Linked DNA regions of Triticum aestivum: region 2 is linked to region 1. Evidence: chromatin contacts called from public Hi-C data. All regions are on one chromosome and are shown on one strand. The core of a region is the stretch at or near the end of the contact, and the rest is flanking DNA. Distances in the headings are between cores, read along the strand shown.

Region 1 (3,335 bases), core at 514-3,013:
TGGACAAATCCTTCAAATATAACTCAAGGCAGCCATTAGTCCATAGAGATTGTCATCAATTACCAAAACCAAACATGGGGGCACCGCATGTTCTTTCACCAGTTACGTTGTGACGTTTGATAGCACAAAAGGTATTCCTCCGGTATCCGGGAGTTGCATAATCTCATAGTCGAAGGAATATGTATTTGACATGAAGAAAGCAATAACAATAAAACTCAACGATCAACATGCTAAGCTAACGGATGGTTCTTGTCCATTACATCATTCTCCTAAGGATGTGACCCCGTTCGTCAAATGACAACACATGTCTATGGTTAGGAAACTTAACCATCTTTGATTAACGAGCTAGTCTAGTTTTCGGTTATACAATTCTAGCATGAATAATAAACATTTATCATGATATAAGGAAATATAAAATAACAACTTTATTATTGCCTCTAGGGCATATTTCCTTCAAATAATGCTAGTTAAACTCCAATAATTAAAATGGTATTTTGAAATTAAAAAAAAACATTTTTACACGTTTTGGCTAAGGCTTGGGCTTGAAGTTTTTGGTCACACTTTTGCAAGCATGTCGGGCTAGGGTTTCAGGTCTAGTTCAATCACCCCAATGAAATGTTTATAAAAAGGTTATAAGAAGGATAAGTACTATATAAAAAAATCCTCCAAATATCCTTTCGAATCAAAGAAGCCCCTAGGATGATTAATATTGCGGGGTAAAAGTCCCTAGAACTTTGCTCTGTTTAAACATGGTGCAAAATGCTTCCACAGAAAAACAAGGTAAATTTACCTTCACAATGGTTCCAACAATTTTATTTTTCATTTCCAATTAAGATGGATTATCTATTCTATGCATATATGTTATGCACATCTTTCTTTTTGCAGGATAATCGATTGGTTTGGTATCGACATTATAAGAGTTTCTTAAGATTCGTATGACCATTTGACCGAAGAATGGATACACATAGGTACCCACACTTGCTCTTTTTATCTCTTTCGCTTCTCTGTCTTGTTTTTTTTGCAAACACCGTACACACAAAGATGTTCATAACACCCGTAGAAAACTACCGGAGGCCAATACCATTACCGAAATGGTTTCCAGGCTCCGTTGGATAATTTGACGATATCACAGTACCAAGCTAGAACGATTTCAATTTGTAGGATGGGACAGAAATCTCATCCTTTGATGCACACTAAGGAAATTTCCACAAGAGAATCGAGTCTATTCAGGAAGAATGTGTCACACCCATATACACTCGTCTATCCCTATAACACCCTCAAAAGATTAAGCTGATACTACCTTTGTACTGAAATATAAGACGTTTTTGCAATTATATTTAAACTACAAAAACATCTTATACTTTGATACCGAGGAAGTATATTAAGATTGACAAAGTCGCTAGATGCACCTTTTAATTCACTGAAAATATAGCGACGGATGGTCTGGAATAAATCCAAAAGGTATGCGAGCACACATAGCAAATCTAAGACTTGAATTCGGATGCACCGGTTCTACCATAAAAAAAAACTAACCAATGCTTAGTTCGCTTCTCTATCCAGTGTTGTTTAAGGAGTCTCCGCCCATTGCTTGAAGACATTCAGATGCGAGGCTTGGATTCAAGATTAAGCTTGGGGTCTAACTTGTGACCCAGTGTCCTAGACTTCATCAACAAGTAGTTGTTGGTGTTCTCGCAAGGGAATAAAAAAGTAGTCGTTGGTGCTTGGAGGAGAAGTATATATATAGGAGTAAAACTTGTCTCTCGTACGGCCCGAGCTGGAGCAAAAACCCCAGGGGCAAAAGCGACTTTGTATCCTCACCCTCCCTCCAATTTAGCCGTTCCCCCCGCGAACCGAAGCAGCGCCCTCCAGCCTCCAATCCCGGCGACTCCCCCTCCCTTCTGCAGAGACTGCAGCTCTCCTCTCTCGCGCGCGTCGGGAGCGCCCCGTGCTCCGATGGGGTCGCCGGGGATGGCGACGGCGGCGGGCACGGCGGTGCTGGTCTACCTGGTGCTGTCGGGGCGGCTCTGCCGGGACGCCGACGGGGCAGCTGGCGGCAGGGGCGCCATGGAGGACGAGATGATAACCTCCGCGGTTTCGGAGGCCGCGGCAGAGAGGGAGCGGAGGCAGGAGGAGGCGCGGGGGAGGCGGCGTGCGCGGCGCGCGAGGCGCGGGCGTCGGTGGCCGGAGCGGGCCCCGGACGGGTGGGGCGAGGCGGTGGCGGGGGCCGCTCGGACCGTGCGGTTCGCCTACGGGCAGACGCTCGGCAAGTGGTCCCTCGGGGAGCTCGCCTTCGGGATCAACTACTACATGCGGCAGCAGGTACTCCGCGCGTGCTGATCACCAGTGCTACCGTTAAGGCTCTCGTCACGCTGCGACGAGAATTGGTCCTTGCGCGAGATTTTATTTTTCTCTTCTTTATTTATTTGGTGCTGTGGTGATGCGTACGGGGGAGGGGATTGGTTGCTTCCGTTGGATTCTCGGTGGTCAAGATTGTCGCCGTCTCTTTGATCTTGTTTGGATTCACATTTCACATGGACAAGGAGAATATTATCTATCCCCTTTCAACTTTCGAGAAAACGGCTTTCTTATCTTGCTTGCTTGCTTGCAAGCAAAGGAAACGAAACGAAATATTCTCTTCCGTGAATTGATTACTTCCATACTTAGCAAGTTATTTCTCATTCGGTATGTTTTTTTTCTTACGATTTACAGCGTCGTTAGTTCCGAGGTTTATTTTGTATTTATATAGCTTACCACACGTGCCTGGATGGAAGAAAAGAGTAGCAGGAGGCAATCGCAAATGTTTCGTGATGTTTTATACTTATATGATTGTTGGGATTTGGTTTGTTGATCTCCTGGAAATCTTAAGATATATCGTAACATTTGTAGGAGGTTTTTAACTTCTGGAGAGCCTAGTTTAGAAGGTGAATGACCCAGTATTATGGGTTGTCATGCTTGTCTTGCTCAATAGTAAGATTAAGGAAAATTTAGTTGGTTGATGCTGGGAACATATGATGATTATCACTAAAACTAACATGTTAGCTGATCAAATGCAATGCCTATTTCTTTGTTGGATTGATGCTTTGCTAGTTGTGAAGCATGTAGGAAAGATATTTGTTGCTAGTAAGTGTGTGCATCTTTTGTTGCTGGTGTCAAGCATCTAGGGAAGGAACGGACCATGGAGAAACCGACGTGAGCCAGTTGGTTCAGGATTTGGAAAAACCTGTATAAACAGTCTAATTCGTTGAAGGTGATTAGGTTGCAAAAAGTCAAAGTGTTCTTCTCCTATGAATAATTAATGATTTGTTGTTTCTCCCCTATTTTAGGTTTTTTCCCTT
Region 2 (3,335 bases), core at 270-2,769, 220 kb after region 1:
GTCCAGACCGAGCGATGTCCGGCGCCCCCTGGGCAACCAGGGTCTATGCCAACCCGACGTCTGGCTCATCCGGTGTGCCCTGAGAACGAGATATGTGCAGCTCCTATCGGGATTTGTCGGCACATCGGGCGGCTTTGCTGGTTTTGTTTTACCATTGTCGAAATGTCTTTAAATCGGGATTCCGAGACTGATCGGGTCTTCCTGGGAGAAGGAATATCCTTCGTTGACCGTGAGAGCTTATAATGGGCTAAGTTGGGACACCCCTGCAGGGTATTATCTTTCGAAAGCCGTGCCCGCGGTTATGTGGCAGGTGGGAATTTGTTAATATCCGGTTGTAGAGAATTTGACACTTGACCCTAATTAAAACGCACCAACCGCGTGTGTAGCCGTGATAGTCTCTTTTCGGCGGAGTCCGGGAAGTGAACACAGTTCTTGTGTTATGTTGACGTAAGTAGGAGCTCAGGATCACTTCTTGATCATTACTAGTTGACGACCGTTCCGTTGCTTCTCTTCTCGCTCTCACTTGCGTATGTTAGCCACCATACATGCTAGTGCTTGTTGCAGCTCCACCTCATTACCCCATCTTTTCCTATAAGCTTAAATAGTCGTGATCTCGTGGGTGTGAGATTGCTGAGTCCTCGTGACTCACAGATACTTCCAAAACAGTTGCAGGTGCCGAGGATACCAGTGCAGGTGATGCAACCGAGCTCAAGTGGGAGCTCGATGAAGCTCTTGTTCGTTTATATATTTGTTTTCCCGTTGATCAGTAGTGGAGCCCAGTTGGGACGACCGGGGATCTAGCATTTGGGGTTGTCTTCTTTGTATTTGGTTTTGACCATAGTCGGTCTACGTGTGTATCTTGAATGATGTATGAATTTATTACGTATTATGTGAAGTGGCGATTGTAAGCCAACTCTTTATCACATTCTTGTTCATTACATGGGATTATGTGAATATGACCCTTCTTGCGACAAAACCACAATGCGGTTATGCCTCTAAGTCGTGCCTCGACACGTGGGAGATATAGTCGCATCGTGGGTGTTACAGGAAGAGCGGCGGAACGAGAGAGAGGTGGATGGGCTCGGGCTGGCGGTGCGGAGAGGGAAGAGATGAATGTGGCTAGGGTTGGGGGACGCCGACCAGCTTAAATTTGGCCTCATGTGGCGAGTCAAGGCGGTGCCATTCACACCCCGTCGAAGGAGACGTCCATCGGACCGCCATGTTTCCGGGCGATTTTGTGGGGAATAATCGTCAGTCCGACGTGACGGACATGTCCGGCGCGCCTAGGTCTTCTTATATTCACCCTATATTTGAACTGAATATGAAGGATGCTGATCAGAGGCTTTCGGGTCGGTTTTTACCGATCGGGTGGTCAGTCCAGGTGTCCAAAGCGGGTTTGAGATGACCGGGTGTAGATGCTCTGACCGACCAAGTTTGACGAAGTTCGGCCACCGCAACGGCCTCTCCGCCCCGTTAAGCCACTTGCCCGCTTCGCACCCGACCCGACCCAACCCGTTTGAGCGCCTGCCGCCTTGTCGTCTCCACCAAACTCAACTCCCCCACCACTCCCCCTCCCCTCCGCATCTCGCCACTCCCCCGCCTCGTCCCTCTCTCCGGCGACCTCTCCGGCGGCGGAACGGTCGCCGCATGGAGCTGTAGGCCTAGCGCTGAAGCTATCTCCTTGCCCCTGCGCCGGCTGCGGCCATGGCCAACTATCTGGCGCAGTTCCAGACCATCAAGTCCTCCTCGGACCGCATCGTCATCGCCGGTATGCCACCTCCTCTCTTAACCCTACTCCTAACCCCTCGGATCACATACCTACCATCAACCGCGGTCTCCCGCGCGCTGCTGTGACTCGCAGCATAGCGCGATCTGCGCAGCCGGCCCGCGTGATCTCGGGGCCACGCGGGAGGGTTGCGCCCGATCGGGCGGCAATTGGAGATGAAATGGTGATATTTCTAGATAATATAGCTGAAATGGTGGTCTCGGGCTTGCTGTGACATCTTGTTGAGTGATATTCATGGTGGTGTGAGGGCTGGAGGGTTGTGTTTTGCTTCCTGCTGGTCGCATCTCAATTAGTGCCAAGTAAGGTTCGCTGTGCTTAAGCTAATGGGGAATGAGTGTTGTCTCCAATTTCCAATGTGGCCAAACAATCTGCATGGAAACCACATAACTCACCAGCATATTGGCACAAACCTGCTTCATATGAAGTTTTTCTCAAATTGCACGCACCTGTGTAGTGTTGGACTGGCAGATGCCCATTGGTATAGTCCGGAGGTATACAATGAAAGTTGACTAACGCAACTACTTTAGCTCCTCGCCACACATGCTGACAAAATGCGAGATCAAATTTGTGTATTTGTTGTATAAATTCCTTCTCATACAGCAAATAATCTTTTGTAACAGTTGAGGATGTGAGTGACTTGTGGCTCAACGTCAAAGATAGTTTTGAGCAACGCTTGCCAGTCAAGAAAGCCTGTCTCAATAACAAGGCGAGGAACCCCGTTTTAGTGGAAAACCTACCAGCTGAGTTTATACAGACAACTGATTCAAGGCTGCGTAGTCGATTTCCGCAAGAACAATACTTGTTTTGGTTTCGCGAACCATATGCTACTGTTGTTCTTGTTACTTGCGAGGTACTTCTCTCCACATTTTTAAATATCATGTTGCATGCTGCTCTTCCTGATTCTAGTTTTAGATAACATCACTTTTCAAATGGACCATGACCTTTTGCCATTCTTCATATATATGAAATGTACAGGATCTTGATGAGTTCAAGACCATTCTTAAGCCTCGCCTCAAATTAATTGTGCAAAATGATGAGAGAGAATGGTTCATTGTATTTGTGTCGAAGGCCCATCCTAGCAATGATCAAGCAACTAAGATGGCAAAGAAAGTATACGCTAGGCTTGAGGCCGATTTCAACACTAAAAAGAGAGAAAGGTATTTCTTTTGCCACGTCTCCATAGCGGAGTTGGCAACACTCGTATCTGTGTGCTGAATATTTGTATGTATTTGTTGTTTGACTGCAACATGCCGTCACCTGTCATCTTGCATTGAATTTTGTATGAGGATGCCTCCATTTATGAATTCTCAAGGAACTCCTTTTGGGGTTCTCGGTTCAGATGTTACTGCAAATAATACTTAATTCCATGCAAATTTAAAATACCCATCTATGATATAGGTGCTGCAAATTTGATCTTCATGGACCTGATGATGAATTCTGGGACGATTTTGACTCGAAAATGGTGGACTGCATAAGAAACACATTGGATAAAAGGGTCCAGTTCTATGAAGAAGAAAACCGCAGGTTAAGTGAGCAGCGATTCACACCA

The links. A called contact is a pair of places that touch in the nucleus more often than the background predicts.
Region 2: a contact with region 1 is called in a Hi-C map of leaf, with 6 times the contacts expected there. The contact joins the promoter of LOC123119782 here to the promoter of LOC123119780 in region 1. A contact is called at or near these places in 2 of 5 Hi-C or Micro-C datasets (both in leaf).

Annotation. Positions count from the first base shown.
Region 1 is chr5D:116,719,164-116,722,498 of IWGSC CS RefSeq v2.1, forward strand. It overlaps LOC123119780, which reads left to right and starts at 1,764. Exons shown (of 7, transcript XM_044539704.1): 1 at 1,764-2,319. The coding sequence starts at 1,954.
Region 2 is chr5D:116,935,897-116,939,231 of IWGSC CS RefSeq v2.1, forward strand. It overlaps LOC123119782 (trafficking protein particle complex II-specific subunit 130 homolog), which reads left to right and starts at 1,520. Exons shown (of 21, transcript XM_044539706.1): 1 at 1,520-1,768; 2 at 2,407-2,636; 3 at 2,762-2,943; 4 at 3,185-3,335. The coding sequence starts at 1,705.